2 separate regions of the Triticum aestivum genome follow, and region 1 is linked to region 2. The links are chromatin contacts, called in public Hi-C maps. All regions are on one chromosome and are shown on one strand. Each heading gives the region's core, a stretch centred on a gene start, on an enhancer-like site or on the middle of the called end of the contact. The rest is flanking DNA. Distances are from core to core; before and after follow the strand shown.

Evidence for each region. A called contact is a pair of places that touch in the nucleus more often than the background predicts.
Region 1: a contact with region 2 is called in a Hi-C map of leaf, with 2.3 times the contacts expected there. The contact joins the promoter of LOC123089036 here to the promoter of LOC123114249 in region 2. A contact is called at or near these places in 2 of 5 Hi-C or Micro-C datasets (leaf and an unstated tissue).

What each region holds. Positions count from the first base shown.
Region 1 is chr1B:174,866,296-174,870,989 of IWGSC CS RefSeq v2.1, forward strand. It overlaps LOC123089036 (arabinogalactan protein 16), which reads left to right and starts at 1,735. Exons shown (of 2, transcript XM_044510935.1): 1 at 1,735-1,950; 2 at 2,039-2,356. The coding sequence starts at 1,842. The coding sequence ends at 2,145.
Region 2 is chr1B:174,533,782-174,538,255 of IWGSC CS RefSeq v2.1, forward strand. LOC123114249 (DNA-directed RNA polymerases II, IV and V subunit 11) reads right to left here and starts at 3,041. Exons shown (of 7, transcript XM_044535659.1): 1 at 2,736-3,041; 2 at 1,960-2,026; 3 at 1,737-1,809; 4 at 1,326-1,415; 5 at 1,154-1,232; 6 at 980-1,075. The coding sequence starts at 1,789.

The sequences.
Region 1 (4,694 bases), core at 485-2,984, 330 kb after region 2:
GTGAACATTGGTGATGGTAAAAAAGGCTAAATTCTGGGAATCTTCATGGCTTCATGGTCTCCGACCTAGAGATGTCACGCCCAAGATCTTTGAGATATCTAAAAAGAAGGAGTGCCTGGTCAGCAAGGCCCTGGACAACAACTTCTGGATCAGGTAGATCAATACTAGTACGGGCCTCACCTTAACCCATATCCAGGAGTTCGCTGCCCTTTGGGAGATGCTCCATGATGTTACTCTCAACTCAGACACGAAGGACACAATATCTTGGAAATTCACTTCCAGTGGTGAATATTCGGCGGCCACAGCTTACAAGGCACAGTTCGCGGGGCAAGTTCTCAGTCCAACCTCTACCACAATCTGGAAGGCTTGGTCTCCGCCTAAGTGCAAGTTATTTGCCTGGTTGATCGTTCAAAACTGAGTGTGGACGGCCGATCGTTTGCAGCGACGGGGATGGCCAAATTGCGCCCTTTGCCCCCTATGTAAGCAGGTTCAGGAGTTCGCTGCTCATCTCCTATTCCAGTGTAGATTCACCGTCCGCGTTTGGAATGAGGTCGTCGCTTGGCTAGGCATGCACGGTCAATCACCAATGACTTGGCGACATGAGGTCTCTGTTCATGATTGGTGGCTAAAAATGATCGACTCAGGCCGCTACATCAAGAAGGCGATTGTCTCCGTGATGATGCTTGTCTCGTGGAAAATTTGGAAGGAGCGAAACGCTAAAGTTTTCCGCAACACGGCTACCCCGACTTCCCGTTGTTGTTGCCAAGATCAAAGAGGAAGCCCATCTCTGGGCGCTGGCTGGAGCCAGACACCTGAGTACTCTAATGTTGCGAGAGTGGTCTTTTTCTTTTTGCCGCTCTACGGCTTATGTCTAGACCTTCTCCTTAATTAATGAAAATGGCAAGTCTTTTGCCTCGTTTCAAAAGAAAACGTTGTGGTAAAATGTCGCTGCAACGCACACGGCCGAGCTAGCAACCAAGTGGCAGCGGTAAGCAAACTAAGCGGAGGGTTCTCGTTCTGGTTGTGCGAAGGTTCCATGCCGATTTTTGCTGATTTTAGGAACTTTCTAGAAGAGTTTTAAACCAGTTTTCTCTTTGCTGCTGCTTTCTTTATCCTTTTTCCCGGTCTTTTATTTTTTGTTTCTTCCTTTAAAAAATGTTCAGAATTTGAATTCATTAATTTGTTGCTCTTTATCCTCAAAAATTTCAAAAAAAATTCAAACTCTTCAAAAACTGTTTAGAATTTAAAAAAAAATTTGCTTTATTTTTTTTCAGAATTTCAAAAGATGTTTGGAATTTACAAATTTTGTCGCAAGGAGGGGTCGTATTGGACCTGTCATCTACCACTAGACAACTAAACACGCCCGAGTGATTTGATTTTCGTACTACTACTTTTGTATTCCCCGGCTGCAAGTACTTGCTAGCAATATAATGTGCATTAATAAAAACTTGAATTTTATTCGCATGTAGTGAATCTGATTCGGCGTCTCGTCCAACCAAACTAGTAAACAAACGGGAATGTTTCTGCGGCCAGATGATTGCGCAGCACAAACGAACGCATAGACAGCCAATCTCAATCCAGGATCCAGACTGTAAAGACGGAAAAGAAATTCAGCAACGGTCGCCCATGTGAGCGGGCCCCGGCGCTGGCGCAAGACGCCATCGCGATCCCAGCGAGGTCCAGCGAATTCCAGGAGAGGCAAAGAGGAGAGAGCCGTTATATAATCAATCAATTATCAAGGGAGGTTATATAGTGGCACAAGAGGCGGCAGGACGTGAGGACAAGGCAAAGAGTCAAGGAGAGAGATAGAGGCATCTATTCTCACAAGATACGCGGCTGCCATGGCGAGAACCCTCTTTGGTTTCGTAGTCGCCGCCGCGCTCGTCCTCGCCGTCTTCATGCCAGCCTTCGCCGCCGCGCAGGCCCCCGCGCCGGCGCCCACCAGCGACGGTGAGCTATCAAACTCCAGCATCGTCCCCTTATGAATTGTTTTTTCCTTCTGAATTTCCTCTCACTTGTTTCTCGTCGATGCGTGCAGCATCCTCGGTCGACCAAGGCGTTGCCTACTTTCTGATGATCCTGGCGCTGGTGCTCACCTACCTCATCCACCCGTTGGACGCCTCCTCCCCGTACAAGCTTTTCTGAGCCTGTATATGCGCAGAGGCTTCTCATTCTTTTGTTCTTCTTTCTGTTGTTCGTTGATCGATAAGCTAGTGGATTCTTGAGAGATTGGTTATGTGAGATTCGATTTGAATTCATTAATTTGTTGCTCTTGTACTCTGGTGGATTCGCACGCATGCGTGCATATTTTTGTTCCAATGCTTCTCAGGTCTGTTGCCAGTAATTATGCGTACTAGTCATCAGCCCGCATGGGCTAGCAATTCATCAAGTGCATGAATAGTACTCCCTCCAATTCAAAATAAGTGTCGTGGTTTTAGTTCAAAAATGAACTGTCGTGGCACGACACTTATTTTGGATCAGGGGGAGTACTATATATATATGTAATTTCATAAAAGAATGAAAATATAGGTAGAAACTTTGAAGAATATTTTTAAAATGGTTTACATTAGAATATGTAGTACTTATTCTGGTTATCCATGGGCCAGAAAAGGAAATTACATTTTTTTCTATTGGGTTCTAATTAGGGGGTATTAAGTGAATTGGAAGAATGACGATGTGGGACATGTGAACGATACTTGGCTCTTGGCGACTCTAAATACGAAAAATATGCCCTGTAAAAGATTTTTCATTTTTAGAATGGGTCAATGCAGAAAAAGTTTTCCTTTTGGAACAAAATTAGCACCTTATGTTGAAGAACCATGCTGGACATGAACGGTAGAAATGCAAACTTTGAAAGTGGTTTATTTATTTATCAATCACTAATACAACAACAACAAAGCCTTTAGTCCCAAGCAAGTTGGGGTAGGCTAGAGGTGAAACCCATAAGATCTCGCAACCAACTCATGACTCTGGCACATGGATAGCAAGCTTCCATGCACCCCTGTCCATAGCTAGCTCTTCGGTGATACCCCAATCCTTCAGGTCTCTCTTAACGGACTCCTCCCATGTCAAATTCGGTCTACCCCGCCCTCTCTTGACATTCTCCGCACGCTTTAGCCATCCGCTATGCACTGGAGCTTCTGGAGGCCTGCGCTGGATATGCCCAAACCATCTCAGACGATGTTGGACAAGCTCCTCTTCAATTGGTGCTACCCCAACTCTATCTCGTATATCATCATTCCGGACTCGATCCTTCCTCGTGTGGCCACACATCCATCTCAACATACGCATCTCCGCCACACCTAACTGTTGAACATGTCGCCTTTTAGTCGGCCAACACTCAGCGCCATACAACATTGCGGGTCGAACCGCCGTCCTGTAGAACTTGCCTTTTAGCTTTTGTGGCACTCTCTTGTCACAGAGAATGCCAGAAGCTTGGCGCCACTTCATCCATCCAGCTTTGATCCGATGGTTCACATCTTCATCAATACCCCCATCCTCCTGCAGCATTGACCCCAAATACCGAAAGGTGTCCTTCCGAGGTACCACCTGACCATCAAGGCTAACCTCCTCCTCCTCACACCTAGTAGTACTGAAACCGCACATCATGTACTCGGTTTTAGTCCTACTAAGCCTAAACCCTTTCGATTCCAAGGTTTGTCTCCATAACTCTAACTTCCTATTTACCCCCGCCCGACTATCGTCAACTAGCACCACATCATCCGCAAAGAGCATACACCATGGGATATCTCCTTGTATATCCCTTGTGACCTCATCCATCACCAATGCAAAAAGATAAGGGCTCAAAGCTGACCCCTGATGCAGTCCTATCTTAATCGGGAAGTCATCAGTGTCGACATCACTTGTTCGAACACTTGTCACAACATTATCGTACATGTCCTTGATGAGGGTAATGTACTTTGCTGGGACTTTGTGTTTCTCCAAGGCCCACCACATGACATTTCGCGGTATCTTATCATAGGCCTTCTCCAAGTCAATGAACACCATATGCAAGTCCTTCTTTTGCTCCATATATCTCTCCATAAGCTGTCGTACCAAGAAAATGGCTTCCATGGTCGACCTCCCAGGCATGAAACCAAACTGGTTTTTGGTCACGCTTGTCATTCTTCTTAAGTGGTGCTCAATGACTCTCTCTCATAGCTTCATTGTATGGCTCATCAGCTTAATTCCACGATAATTAGTACAATTTTGAACATCCCCCTTGTTCTTGAAGATTGGTACTAATATACTCCGTCTCCATTCTTCTGGCATCTTGTTTGCCCGAAAAATGAGATTGAAAAGCCTGGTTAGCCATACTATCGCTATGTCCTCGAGACCTTTCCACACCTCAATGGGGATACAATCCGGGCCCATCGCCTTGCCTCCCTTCATCCTTTTTAAAGCCTCCTTGACCTCAGACTCCTGGATTCGACGCACAAAACGCATGCTGGTCTCATCAAAAGAGTCGTCCAGTTCAATGGTAGAGCTTTCATTCTCCCCATTGAACAGCTTGTCGAAGTACTCCCGCCATCTATACTTAATCTCCTCGTCCTTCACCAAGAGTTGGCCTGCTCCGTCCTTGATGCATTTGACTTGGCCAATATCCCTCGTCTTCCTCTCTCGGATCTTGGCCATCTTATAGATGTCCCTTTCGCCTTCCTTCGTGCCTAACCGTTGGTAGAGGTCCTCATACG
Region 2 (4,474 bases), core at 1,791-4,290:
GAAATGCCACCCCTCCCCCAGCCCAACTCCTCCACCGACAAGTTCTTTCTCACCCATCGAACACAGCAAGGGAGAGGCATGGATCTCGGGCGCCGCCACCTTCGTCAGCCCCGTCGGATCGACGAGGTGTGAATCTGGGCGCCTCCACCCCTCCCCATACTCCTGCCCCGAGACCGTTGCGCCGCCATCCCCTAGCTAAACCTGTGCCTGCGGCCCCCAATCTCCGCCTGCGCCTCCGCCCCTGATCTCCCGCTGCGCCGCCGGCCCAAGCTCTCCCTGAACCGTGTTGGAGGTCCAGCTGCACCACACCGGAGGTCCACCTTGGCCCCCGAGTCCTCCTGCGCCCACCCCTCTCCGGCGTCCTGTGCTCCACCCTTTTCATGATCTGGTCCGGCCTCACAAACCCCAGCATCCCGAGCATCAGAACATCCACCTCCTCCCTCGTCCCCATGTTGGTTCACGTGGCTAGATCATGTGTTCTTGGCGTCCCAAGCTCCACCTGATTTTCCATGATCTTCCCTGTTCTTGGTGTTCGGTTGTTGCCATACTATTTGGCTTTTTTTTGTCTTTTCTAGTCGCTTTTTTTTTCTAGTGAATTTTGGCTCAGATGTGTGTGTGTGCTCCCAGCCCGAACGAGTGTGTATGGATTAGAAGATTTGGCAATTGTTCAACTAATGTTGTGAGTTCTGCAAGTTTTGTAATTGACCACTAGTGCATTCAGGGCAGTTGCAGACATTTCACAACACATCTGGGTTTTCTAAATCAGGGTAAACAAACAGTCTGCTTCTGATTCTCAAAATCTACAGCTGTAGCTGATTTTAGGAATCCAAGCTATAGCTGATTCTCAGGAATCCATAGCCCAAACAAAGGGGGCCTTAATAGCACAAGGTACTAGCTTTTATACAGGCCCACGCTATTCAATGCTATATTGGAGGCTACAAGGTGTAGCTAACTATTGAGCTATGGACAAGAAACAGACCTCAAAAGCTTGCTTCAGGTTCTCAAGCTCCTTGTCTAGATCATTGACTGCTTGGGTATACGCCTGTGTTGGGGAGGATTGGCTTGCAGTATGGATCTGCCCACATAATTAAATGTGAGACTAGTAAACTCTAATCCGACAAAGGAATAGAACAAACATAAATATGCACCCTACCCTAACAATGATCTTGTACTGAAGGGGGTGAGGCAGCTTATAGCCAGCAAAGAGAACATTTGGGTCCCTGTGCAGCTGCCTGCAGAATCTCATAGATATAGAAGAAAATTATAAGGTGTGAACTGATGAACATAAGCAAGGAAAAAAAGGCACGCAGTTTATCTACACTTACATGCGGAGGATGTTGCCGATGGTGTGGTCCTCACGTTCAATTGTGAAAGATGCAGCATTCATGATCTTTGTATCCTTCTCAAAGGATACCCTGCATTACATGAATACACAATAGCAAGGATTACATCCATAATCAAAACAGCAGGTAGAAACTACCACAAGCCTTAATAATTGCAATAAAAGTAAAAACGGTTCAAAGCATCAGATTTTCATAACTGCATGCCAAAAGGATCACATGAACAGGTACAAAATGGCTATCAATGACAGAACTTAAAATGCTTAATAATTATTTAAAGAAAGTTGGTTGCATCCCACTCCTTCTTTTTCACAAAAAAGTCTATACCTGACAAAACACAATTGAAGCATTTTCTAGAAAAATGTTGGAGAAAGTGTGGTGTTAGAATAGACTCACTTCTTTGTGCCCTCAGGCACGACGAAGCGCTCATAGCGGTCAGGGGCATTCATCTCCAATCAACACCTGGCTCCTAAAATGCATCAATACGGATACTTGTATCAGTATCAGGCCAAAATGGATACGTAAATTTGGCATTTTGGTAAAGCGCTAATACGGGGATGCATTTACTATTTTTTAATTCACAAAAAAAAATGTATAGAAGCTAGGAACAGCAGATTACCTTCTTGTTTGCTCTACTGTGGATGCTGGAGCAGCTCCAAGTCCCTCCAATTGACAATGTTGATGCCCTGTTCCAACTCCAAGTTTCAAAGGGGTAGAATTAGACTTTTAGTAAGTGTAAAATGCATCAAATCAAATCATTAGCTAGTTGTACATCTATCATGGCATAACACAAAAGGTGGAACCTGAAGATCAATCAGCTAACATGCAAAAGGAGAAACAATCACTTTAAATGGAAATATTTTAGGTCTGACTGTTAAAATTAACAACATAACAGTACCACTGTATTCCCAATCATAAACAAAGTACTAATGTGTTTACCAATTCCGGCCAGTATAACCAAGACAAAGCTCCTGCTCTCTCAAGTTGCATGTTACTGCTAACTGCTAAGCTTTGGTTTCAGGTAAAGACGGTGCAGATAAAACAACTTGATCTTTTCATTTTCATATATCGTCAATCATTGCATGTTTCACTGCTAACATGTTTAAACCAAAACATCTGCTCATCTGAAAAATAAATTCAAACTACAATTTGTAAAAATTTGCCCCTGCAAGCATTATCACAAACACCTATCAAGCAAAACCTTTTCACATGTTAACTTGAACATGCACTGGAAAAACCATGCAGCAAGTAGTCATCTAGAAATAATCATCGTTATATTCTCGCAATATCAAATACAGTATACAGCAAGTACTCATCCAACACAAAAAACAGGAATTTTTTTGAACAAACAGAGGATGCAAGAGGATGGAGGAAGGACGAAGGATTGGTGGCTACCTGCCTATGGACTGGTCGCCGGCGTTGCTCCGGGCGGCGGCGTTGCTGGCCGGGAGCGCCTGCTCCAGGGAGGAAGGCGCTGCTGGTAGGAACGGCTGCCCGACGGAGGGAGGCGCTGCTGGGATCCTGTACCTGCGGCCGGGCAGCGGAGGCTTCGGCCGACTGGGCGAGCCGCGGCGGTGGGCCGGCGGCGGCTATGAACCCTAGATCTCGCGCTCGGGGAAGGGACTCTGGTCGTCCGCTCGAGGTGGGAGGCTCCTTTTTTTTTTCTTTTTTTTTTAGATTTTTAGTTCACTGATTAATATTTTAAGTATTAAGGAAAATAAAAGCCTATACTAGATAGACAACTGGATGTAGAATGAACAGTAAAATGCAAAATTATATCGAAAAGTATACTAGTTTTTCACCTTCTCGTCGTCGAAAATTAAAATTATACTGAACCAATAGTAAAGGAAAGCGACGCCTTTTTTTTTTGCATGGTAAAGAAAAGCGACGCCTGCAAACGCGCTTGTGATATCAGGTTTTGAAGACCGCAATAGCCCCTTTTTTCCTGTGACCAGACCTTTGCAATACATCACCACTGATTCAGAGGGTTGGAGAAATCGGGCCAAGGCACAGAACAACAAAAAGAAGATGTCGAAGTCGCTAGACCAATAGTCAGCCAATAGCTCTCCTTAAAAGACACGCGAACTACCAAGATCTGAAGGGAACCAACAAATCTAGGATACAAACTTTCACAAGTCCTTCGTCAGCGCCCGATGGGCCGTAGTCAAGATAGGGAAGAGACCTTATTCCAACAAAACATCGCCGCCACCACCTCGTCGGTGTCATCGAAGAAACAAAAATCCTAGAACAAATAAAACGAGATGGATGGGTCCCCAATCCTCTTGTCGCCTGGAGAGGCCGTCGGACGGGAAAGAGGAGGGTCGAGGCGGCGACGTGTACAGAAGCTATGGTGGTGGTGGTTAGGGTTGGGGGCTGGCCTAGAAATATGTTTTGTGCATAGGCTCGCTTTTTTTGGGGAGGCTCGCTTCTGCAATCTTCTGTTATAGGACGCTTGAAACACGCGCCTTCGGTCGTTTCACGTGTCGAGGCGCATCGGCGTATCGGATTCAAATCTGTATCGGATACGGTGTCCAATACGAACACGCAGATCTGGGACGTATCTGTGTTTTTAGCCCGGTGATACGTCTCCAAAGTATCTATAATTTTTGATTGTTCAATATTATTATATTATCAATCTTGATGTTTTATATGCATTAATATGCTATTTTATATCATTTTAAGGACTAACCTATTAACCTAGTACCAAGTGCCAGTTGTTGTTTTTTCATTATTTTTGCCTTCACAGAAACTCAATACCAAACGGAGTTCGAATGAAACGAAAAATTTTGACGACTTTTTTGGACCACAAGACACCCAGGAACCTTCGGTAGGAGGTCACAGGAGCCATCGATTGGTGACAAGCTCGGAGGGCGCCCCCAAGCTTGTGGGCTCCCTGTGGCACCTCTAACCCTAATTCTTCTTCTATAAATACTCAAATATTCCCCGAAGACCAGAGGGCACACCAAAAAAACTTCTCCACCGCCGCAAGCTTTTGTCCTTGCGAGATCCCATCTTGTGGCCTTTTCTGGTACTCTTCCGGAGGGGGATTCAACCACGGAGGGCTTCTACATCACCCTTACTTCCCTTCTGATGATGTGTGAGTAGTTTACCACAGACCTATGGGTCCATAGCTA